2 separate regions of the Triticum aestivum genome follow, and region 2 is linked to region 1. The links are chromatin contacts, called in public Hi-C maps. All regions are on one chromosome and are shown on one strand. Each heading gives the region's core, a stretch centred on a gene start, on an enhancer-like site or on the middle of the called end of the contact. The rest is flanking DNA. Distances are from core to core; before and after follow the strand shown. Region 1 holds the start of LOC123181509 (protein NRT1/ PTR FAMILY 8.5). Region 2 holds the start of LOC123181510 (ADP-ribosylation factor).

Region 1 (5,020 bases), core at 805-3,304:
CCGCGTTACTAAACGCTTCAGCTTTCGGTCTACGAGGGTACGTGGACATACTCTCCCGTCTTGTTGCTATGCATCACCTAGATAGATCTTGCGTGATCGTAGGATTTTTTTTAAATACTGCGTTCCCCAACACAATGGAGTTTGGGGGAGGAAGAGGTCAGTCTTCTTGGGGGAAGAAGATCCCCTCTTATAGTGGGGGACAAATCCAACGGTTATGCACCTCTCAGCCCGCAAGCAAGCGGTACTACCGTTCTGGGAGCGGTACTACTGCTCCTTACAGGACACACAGGAGATTAGAAGAGCAGGGGAGAGAACAGAGCAACGGGTGGTGGTAGCCGTGGTAGTAGGGGCGGTACTACCGCCTATAGGCGGTACTACCGCTGCTACTACCACCTATTTTCTAGGGGCGAACAGGTAGCACGGTGGAGACCCTGAGGCACTATCGTAAAACCCGACACGAAAAAATCAAGGCCCCAACTACAAGCGGTAGTACGAGCGGGAGTAGCAGCGGTACTACCGCTGCTGCCCGCGGTACTACCTCTTGTAGCTCTCCACCCCTTCTTCGGCACAAACGAAGGACAACTCCAATGAAGCGGAAAGAGGCGATGGGTGCAAATATGAGTGTGTACGTGTTGATTCCAACCGAACCTTTCCGAAACGGACCCCCCTCTTGATAGTATGGTTTTCCCTACGACTCAAATCCACCAAAACGAACCGAAGGAAAGAAACCGTCTTCACTTGAAACTCCGAGGGGTACGAATCGTCTTGTGCCATATGCTTGATAGTCTGAAATGCTCAATGCACACGATTAGTCCACAAACACATTGTCATCATTCACCAAAACCATTTAGGGAGAAATATGCCCTAACACATTGCTTATGGGAAGCGTTTTTTTTGAAACGAAGGCATAAGATTAGCCTCATCCATTAATTAAGGGAGAAATAGAGTTGGGGTTACAACAAGACGCAAAAGCGCCAACACTAGTAAAGCTACTGTCCCGACATTAGTTCACCCAATCGCTTTGCACCCGTGATGACCCATTACTTCTTTCTTAATCTCCTCCATGAGAATCGTTGTAGGGCCGGATTTGTGCCGGAAGACCCTTGCATTCCTCTCATTCCAAATGGTCCAACACATGAGTGATGGAAGCCATCGCACTCCTGTTTGGGATGTTCCTTCCAGAAATTTTGATCCACCAATCTTTTATGGACCTTTCCATAGCCCAAACGATGGTGTCAAGGTGCACTAGTTGGAGCCAATCCCGGACCAAATCCCAAAGCCTCAAAGTGTAGCGTCATTCGTATAGCAAGTGAGATGATGTTTCCGGCTCCCTTCTACATAGCGGGCAGAGGCCACAATTTATCCTAGTGCGCTTGCCAGCATATCCGCCATCCGAATCCTTCCTTGGATTGTCAATCACGCAAAGAATTTGGCCTTTGGGATGAGAAGCGAATCGTGCGGCACATGAGCTAGCACGGTTTAGTTTCAGTAATAAGAATTCCTGTAGTTGGGTCGATGAACCAGTTGAGAAAACTGATGAATGATATACTTCACCAAAAAATCACATCGTCTGGTTTGATTTGATTTGTGGAGATGAGCTTAAGCCTGAAGTTTAGAAAAACAAGTGAATGGCGCAGTTGGATGTGGATAGATGGACAGCCCGCAAGACAGCGAATGAAGTCATGCCCCACACACACTTCAATCAAATCAAAGAAACGAAAAAAAAGGGAAAAACAAGCTTCGACGAACTGGACAGGGCAGGGACGAACACCTGATAATTTATTTATTTTTTCTCAGGGAGAAATAAATAAAGGACATGCTCAACACGGGTGGAATAAAGTCGCCGGTGCTACTGCTACAGAGGGAATCAGGGAAGATCCGGTTTCGCTGTCTACAGCAGTAGTATACTTAGAGCTCGAGGACATGAGGAAATGAATGGAGTTGGGTGGGTCTGAATAGAAAGCGACGGAGATAATTAAAATACGCAACGCGCGGTAAACACGGCGCACGCAAATAATGAAGCCACAGTTCGATGAGAGCGAGCGGGATGGGAACACACACGTGCCCTGATGCTGCTTAACAGTAGTACTAGTAGTTGAGGCAGGAGAGTAGATAGAAGAAATAAAAGTCGTTGGTACTGGCGGCTACGTGCCAAGGACGACCACCAAGTAGCTGGGAGGCTGGAACGGGAGGGAGCGGAGCGGACCCGGGGGAAGGCGAGAGAGTCGGAGGGAGCCCCGCTCCGGCCAGCCTCCGTCGGCACCCACGGCCGGCAGCGGCAGCGGCACGCCATGGACGCGGAGGCCGGAGAGGCGCCCCTCCTCTCCCACCAGCACAACCCCAACCAGGTAACCCGCCTTCCCCACCGGAAAAGCCCATTCCCCAAAAACGCCCGCCTACCCGCCACCCATTTATTTCTCTGCTCTGGCTCTGGCTCTGGCTCGGCGGCTCTACTACATCAGAAATCTTCTTCTACCACCACCAGCAGCATCTCTCGCGTCGCAAGCAGTGAGAGATTGAGACCAGACTCCTCGGATTCATGGCCACGCCACGGGGTTCAGATTCAGCACCGGTTTTGTCAGATAGGGTTGGTGTTGCTCAATTTTAGTACTACTCTCATTGTAGACTGTATGTACACGACGCTCATCCTGTTAGATCTCTCAGCCGCTCGCTCGCTTGCTTGTAGCAGCAAGCAGCGCGCACATTCCGATCTCGGCTCACTTAAATTACATCCAAATTCCAACTTAGATTCGCACTCCTGTTTGCCACTCCTCTGCACTGACGCTTGGACACTTGCTATCCGCCTCAAACTAAATCTCTCAGCTCTCATCCCAGCTCCCTAAATTGGTCAACCATATTTTTTCCTCATTTCAAATCCACAATTTGGTCACCTTTAACTTGGTTCATATGTTTCTCCATGCATACAGGTCTCGTCAGCAGATCACAACCACAAACCCTTCAACTGGAAGGCTCCTGCTATTATCTTGGGTCGGCTCCTCCTCATATTTCTTCCTGCCAGTCTCATGAATGCAAACAAACCTACTATGTGATGAACATTTTCTGATGTTGCAACAAAATTAACACTCCTTTTCGCTGCAGCGTTTGAGTTCTTGGAGAGCATTGCCTACGCTGGTATTGCCCTCAACTTGGTAGTATATCTTGGGAAGGTCCTTCATGGAACTACGGCTTCAAATGCCGCGAATGTCGATACATGGAACGGCACCACGTTCCTCACGCCCGTCCTCGGAGCATTTCTTGCTGATACATACTGGGGGAAGTACAAGACCGTGGCCATCTCCATAATATTCTATCTTACTGTAAGTACATGCATTCTATTACTTCAGAACTTGCTCTCTTTTATGCCCATTTTGTTGCAGTCATCATGTGTGATTTCTTAACTCCTAAATTTGTCTGTCAACAAATAGGGGTTGCTCATCATAACTGCTTCGGCGATCATTCCATCTTTACAACCCGCCGCATGTGAAGGAACTTCATGCCCTCCTGCCACAGGGTTTCAGAATTTTGTCTTCTTTACTGCACTATACCTTGTCTCGGTTGGGACTGGAGGGGTTAAATCAGCTTTGCTCCCACTTGGAGCTGATCAGTATGATGATTCAAACCTTGAACAGAGTAAAAAGAAGCAGGCTTTCTTTAGCTGGTTCTTCATTGCCATTAACCTTGGCGTCTTCATCTCGGGGACAGTTGTTGTATGGATACAGCAAAATGTTGCTTGGTCTCTTGGATTTGGCATCTCATCGATATGCCTCATTATCGCCACAGTTGCCTTCTTGGCAGGAACACCAATCTACAGGGTTCAACTTCCTACTGGAAGCCCACTTAAAAGTCTTGTAGCGGTGTTTGTTGCATCATTTAAAAAGAGAAAAGTGGAGGTTCCTGCTGATAGCTCAATATTGTTTGATGGAAATGATGCTGACTTAACCAATGAAGCACCAAACAAATTGGCACATACTGAAGGATTCAGGTATGTTTATCACATGATGGAATCCAAGTCTGCTAGCCTAGCTGGACAAGTTAGTTTAAATTTGTCTGTTTTAACAAAAGAAACTTACCTCACATGTTTTCTAGAATTCCCCACTAGCTACAAATAGACATCTGGAAGGTGTAATATCCCCCTTAACATTATTTTACGAAAACAGGGTCAACAAATATTTATGAAATTACTAGCGGCTTTTATGTTCATTTTCTTATAATGAATGATGTTGTTAGAGCTATTAGAAAAGATCTTTGTATTAAAAAGTTACATTGTCATGTAGCCTTGATTTGTTCATGTGAATCTCAAAGAGAAATAAAGCTCAATTTGCCCTTATATCGTACTCTTCGTCAACCACAACCCCCAATTGTAATTAGTCAGAACAATTTGGCATGAAATATATCAGTCCTAATTAGCCCCATCTCATCTACCAGATAGAATTAAATGTCTCGCAATATTGTGGATGTGAGTCATGTTATGTTATGATCAAACATTAGAATTTTGTGTGGCTGTGTGCATTGCAATATGCAGAGGCCGGGTGTTACCCTCCTTTCCACACCAAAAAAACATTAGATTTTTTGCATGCGTAATACAGCCTAAAACCACAACTTTAGTTTCTGTAATGCTTTAGTTACAATCATGGACTGGTGGTGAAGATTGTGTTTTGCAATTTGAGTTATTCTTGTTACCTTTTAGTCGAATATGTATTCTGCACTTTGACATTTCAATCCTTTCAGGTGCTTAGATAAGGCTGCTGTAGTCTTAGGGGACCAGGAGATAAAGGAGAGCCTTTCTGGGCGTCCATGGATGCTATGCACTGTAACTCAGGTGGAGGAAGTGAAGATTCTTGTTCGGATGCTTCCAATATGGTTCACCAGCGTGTTCTACGCAGCTTCCATGTGCCAAACAGCCACCACCTTCATCCAACAGGGGAACAAAATGAACACAAAGATTGGATCCTTCTCCGTCCCTCCTGCTTCCATGAACTCTGCCTCGGTGGTCTTCATGATGATCTTTGTCGTGATCCAG
Region 2 (5,180 bases), core at 1,402-3,901, 200 kb after region 1:
TATGGATCTCCAAGAGACCATTGTATTTAGAATCCAGCGAGAGAGAGGAAGCTATCTAGCTACTAACTACGGACCTGAAGGTCTACAAAGAACTACTCAAGCATCATCGGAGAGGCACCAATGGAAGCGGTGAACCCCTCCGTGATGGTGTCTAGATTGGATCTGGTGGTTCTGGACTCTACAGCGGCTGGAATTGATTTTCGTCGACTCCCCTAGGGTTTCTGGAATATTGGGGTATTTATAGAGCAAAGAGCCGGTACGGGGGCACCCGAGGTGGGCACAACCCACTAGGGTGCGCTTGGGCCTCCTGGCGCGCCCTGGTGGGTTGTGCTCTCCTCGGAGCACCCCCCCCCAAGGCGCTGCCTTGTCCCATTAGGTGTCTTCTGGTCCATAAAAATTCTCCGTCAAGTTTCGTTGCATTTGGACTCCGTTTGTTATTGATTTCCTGTGGTGTAAAATACATGCAGAAAACAGCAACTGGCACTTGGCACTATGTCATAGGTTAGTACCAAAAAATGATATAAAATGATTATAAAACAGCCAAGATTGATAATATACCAGCATGGAACAATCAAAAATTATAGATACATTGGAGACGTATCAACTAGCCCATGTCAATATGAGATCTTTGCAAAGTCTCCTCAAAGGGGATCACGTTCATGGGCTAACAAATGTGAGTTTTGCCAAAGACCGTGCTTGCAGCGCTTGTATCGAAGGAAAGCTTCATGAAACGGCTCACCGACCCACGACTATCATCTACTCGAAGAGGCCCTTGGAGCTCCTTCACATGGATCTCTTTGGTCCTCCATCTTTTGATAGTCATGGGGGGAGAAAGTATTGCTTGATGATTGTGGATGACTATTCAAGATACACTTGGGTATATTTCTTCAAGAGGAAGAGTGAGACCCAACAAACCGTCATTGACTTTGCTAATGAAGCTCAACGTCGACATGAAGCAAAGATTTTGATGATTAGAAGTGACAACGGCATCGAGTTCAAGAAATACACCTTAGATGAGTTTCTTAGTGATGAGGGGATCAAGCACCAATATGCCGCACCCTATACCCCTCAACAAAATGGTGTAGCGGAGAGGAAGAACCGGACGTTGATGGATGCGGCAAGGACTATGATGGCGGAATTCAAACCTCCGTACAACTTTTGGGCCGAAGCCATCAACACCGCATCATGCATCCAGTCGGCTCTATCTCCGCAAAGGCTTGAAAAAGACTCCATATGAGATACTTACCGGTAACAAGCCCAACCTCAAGTACTTCCGGGTGTTCGGTTGTAAGTGTTTCATTCTCAAGAAAGGTGTTCGTTTGTCTAAATTTGAACCTAGAGCTCAAGATGGCATCTTTGTTGGTTATGCTACAAACTCTCATGCTTACCGTTCCCAAAAAGTTTGGGGTCAAGCAAGCAAAGATAAATAGCACTTGCTTCACAAAGTGGCATTTAGGACAGAATAGGAAAAGGAATATTGGTGAATTATCTTTGAACATGGCAAGGAAGGGTTTTGCCATATTTGAGGAAGATACGACCCAAACAATTTATGAGAATTATTTGAGAATTTTATGAATGACAGAAATATACTCCCTCCGTCCCAAAATAAGTGTCTCAAGCTTAGTACAACTTTGTACTAGAGCTAGTACAAAGTTGAGACAGTTATTTTAGGACGGAGGGAGTAGGTTGCTTCACAACCTAGGGCAAATAGGACTATTCCTTTAATAGAAAAGGAGTATTCCCAATAAAAAGAATATTGGGATTGGTCCAAGATAAGGAATGACAGGGTCTTGGGATGATTTAGAGGATGACAAGCCACTATGGAACCTAGGAAGATATATTCTTCCCAAGTTTTCAAACCACAAAGCCACAAAAAAACAAATCAAAGCAATAATCCAAGGAAAAACAAAGGAAAAAGAAAAAGCCAAAATCCAGGGTGTCACATATGTCTGAAAAAACTAGTCTTTTCTTTTAGGTTGTTAAAGAAAATGATTTCTAGAATTGGTTATTAAAGAAAAAGGTGATCTAGACGTCTGATAGATTAGCGCGCAGAGGCCTCGCACATCAAGCCGCATGCCCATTTTGCGATCAGCACGATGAGACGACTGGTCACTTGCTAATTACCCGCGTCTTTGCGAGAAGAATTTGGGACAAGGTTTATGCGGCTCTGGGCACTAGGGATGGTGCACCGACGATGGAAGACTCGCTACCGGATTGGTGTTTGAGGACTGGGGCTCACGGTCGCCTCGGTAAAGCGGAGTGTGCTATCCACCTCATGTGCCTTTGGGAGCTTTGGAAGCATCGGAACGCGGTCGCTTTTTATGGGGAGACGACGAGCATGAGGGGTGTACTACGATGCACTGCGTTCGAAAGCGAGGTTTGGTTTTTAGCAAGGCTTGTAGGTGAGGAGCTAGGTACTTTCCTAGCGGCGGCATCTTTGTGGGTGAGTAGCGAGTGGTCCACTTTACTACACTAGAGTGCACGTGGAGTGGACTGAGATGTTGCCTCATGCAAACTTAACATATAATAGGCACATTCGTGCGCATTCCAGAGAAAAAACCCTCACCCAGCTGCAGAAAAAAAAACAGCTTAACCCGACCTAACCTAACTGCAACCCGCTCACATGGTCGTCGGGGCCCACGTAAAAGTAGACGGCCCAGATTATTCCTTGGGAATCCGCTACCACCCCCAACGCCAGTGAGCTCAGCATCTCCACCTCCTCGTCCTCCTCCCCCGTCGTCTCCGGCTCCGACTTCGACGAGAGGAAGGCAGGCAGGCAGGCAGGGGCGGGCCCGATCGATCCTTCCCCGAACCTCACACACGCCGCAGAAACTTCCAGAAGCCGGTCCGTTCCCATCCTCTTCGGCGGCCGACCAGCCGGCCAGATTCCCCTGATCCAGGGAGGGAGGGAGATGGGCCAGGCCTTTCGCAAGCTCTTCGATGCCTTCTTCGGCAACAAGGAGATGCGGGTGCGCCCTCTTTTCTCCTCTCTTCTCCTAATTAGTTTGTTGGGCGAATGGATCGGTCGACAGACTTTAAGAATGAATCAGAGCACATATCGATCCGCTCCTCCTTTGATTTACTATTAGTTTCATATGTTTCTGTCTGATTCGATTTTTTTTCATCCTGGATACATACAAGTGAGTTGCTAGCAGATTTTACATATCAACCATGTGATGTGATGGTGCTCGCTTTCTTACTAGCTGCTTCTCTGTCATGTTAGTTGCTATTTTCGTCAGAGATACTCAGAGAGTCAGAGGGCACGAAGATCCAAGTTAATTCGTTGTGCTCCTCGATTCTAATGGAATGGCCTGTTGCCTTATGCTAGGTGGTGATGCTTGGGTTGGATGCAGCCGGTAAAACCACCATACTCTACAAGCTACACATTGGCGAAGTACTCTCCACCGTCCCCACTATTGGTACAACATACCCGCCTGCCTATCTCTTAACTTATTAACTAATTTTGGGCTCATGCACTGTGCTTTCATCCGACTAAACATGAAGCCCTTGAACTACTTTGCTAATTAATCCGTTCGTGGGCAGGTTTCAATGTTGAGAAGGTTCAGTACAAGAATGTAGTGTTCACTGTGTGGGATGTGGGCGGCCAGGAGAAATTGAGGCCCTTGTGGAGGCACTACTTCAACAACACGGATGCTCTGGTCATTACTCATTCCATATGCTTGCTTGCTGTTTCGTTGTATTTTAAGCAACAATTCAACATATATGGGAACATACAGGACTACTAAAGCTATAAATTCCTTTCCTCCGGTTAGTTGTTTCATTCTTTACTTGCTTCTCTTTTGTGCCCATCTGATTTATGAACAAGTTCAGTAGCAGTCAGCAGGAAAGATGGTCAATTAGCTTATCTAGTATCTACTATGGATATTTGCATACGTTACTGCTCTTAGCTTCTGAGCCACCAAAAACAGACATGGTAGAATTGTTAGCCAAACAGGGTAAGTATCTGGATGTTACTACACATCTCCCTACCTAGCCCAGGACCTTCATCTTAGTGGACCATGCTAGACTCGCCTTGGATTTGTTGATGGGGCATAGTGATTTGTGATATGACACTGCTTTCTTGAGATGTAAGCTTTCTCTGTTGCTTTTGTTAACTTGCAGATCTATGTGGTCGATTCCCTGGACAGGGATAGAATTGGAAGAGCCAGGGCTGAATTTCAGGTTTATAGCATTTCTTATCGAGAACCTGTTCCTGTTTCTGTGGTAATATCTGTTGTGATATGTGCTCTAACTTACTGTAATCTATTATCTCTTGCAGGCCATAATCAATGACCCATTTATGCTCAACAGTGTATTATTGGTGTTTGCTAACAAGCAAGACATGGTATGCTTGTCATGGTTTCTTTTGGTATCACGTGCACTTGTTCAAGATGGTGTGGTTTGTGTAGAATACTAGTAGATTATAATTGGATCTGTCTAGGACACATCTAGATGTGACATAGTTATCTCACATCTAAGCTGATGTTCACTCTATTTTGTGGTCTATTTTTTTATCCTAGTTTTTTTTTGTTTCTTGTTGCTGCATTATATATTTGTGGGAGCTTAGATGCGACATCCTTAAAAAACATCTAGATGTGAATTAGATAAACTGATTATAATTCTCTGCCTTAAGACTCTTTGTTTTGGACTTGCTTCTTGCGTGCAAGAGTTTGCAGATTGTAGGGGATTTACATTGTTTGCATATATGGACATGCTGCATTTATGTAGGGCTGAAGTAGCCTTTTGTTGATATTTTCAGTTTCACTTGTGAAAAGGAAGAGTTTATTCTGCCTTAGGAAACAGGTTTATTTTCACTCCTTGTATGCTTAATCATGTAGTGTCTTTGTGTCTTGTGGATGCAGAGGGGAGCAATGACCCCGATGGAAGTATGCGAGGGTCTTGGTCTGTATGACCTGAACAACCGCATCTGGCACATCCAAGGCACATGTGCTCTTAAAGGCGATGGCCTGTACGAAGGCTTGGACTGGCTAGCGACGACTCTGGATGAAATGCGAGCTACAGGGCGGTTAGCTTCGACATCGGCGTAACGAGTAACAGGGATGGATCGTCTGTGTTTCTTGGCACCTCATTTTTTTCTTTTTGTGTCTGCCCTGTGGCCGCCTTTTGATGTGGTCAACAGATTTGTTGTAGTATGAATGATTCGCAAGAGGAGATGCGTT

What was found. A called contact is a pair of places that touch in the nucleus more often than the background predicts.
Region 2: a contact with region 1 is called in a Hi-C map of leaf, with 5 times the contacts expected there. The contact joins the promoter of LOC123181510 here to the promoter of LOC123181509 in region 1. A contact is called at or near these places in 2 of 5 Hi-C or Micro-C datasets (both in leaf).

What each region holds. Positions count from the first base shown.
Region 1 is chr1D:286,687,980-286,692,999 of IWGSC CS RefSeq v2.1, forward strand. LOC123181509 (protein NRT1/ PTR FAMILY 8.5) reads left to right here and starts at 2,055. Exons shown (of 8, transcript XM_044593785.1): 1 at 2,055-2,348; 2 at 2,928-2,988; 3 at 3,100-3,317; 4 at 3,426-3,982; 5 at 4,729-5,020. The coding sequence starts at 2,292.
Region 2 is chr1D:286,886,053-286,891,232 of IWGSC CS RefSeq v2.1, forward strand. LOC123181510 (ADP-ribosylation factor) reads left to right here and starts at 2,652. Exons shown (of 6, transcript XM_044593786.1): 1 at 2,652-2,969; 2 at 3,329-3,419; 3 at 3,544-3,659; 4 at 4,123-4,182; 5 at 4,280-4,345; 6 at 4,863-5,180. The coding sequence starts at 2,913. The coding sequence ends at 5,048.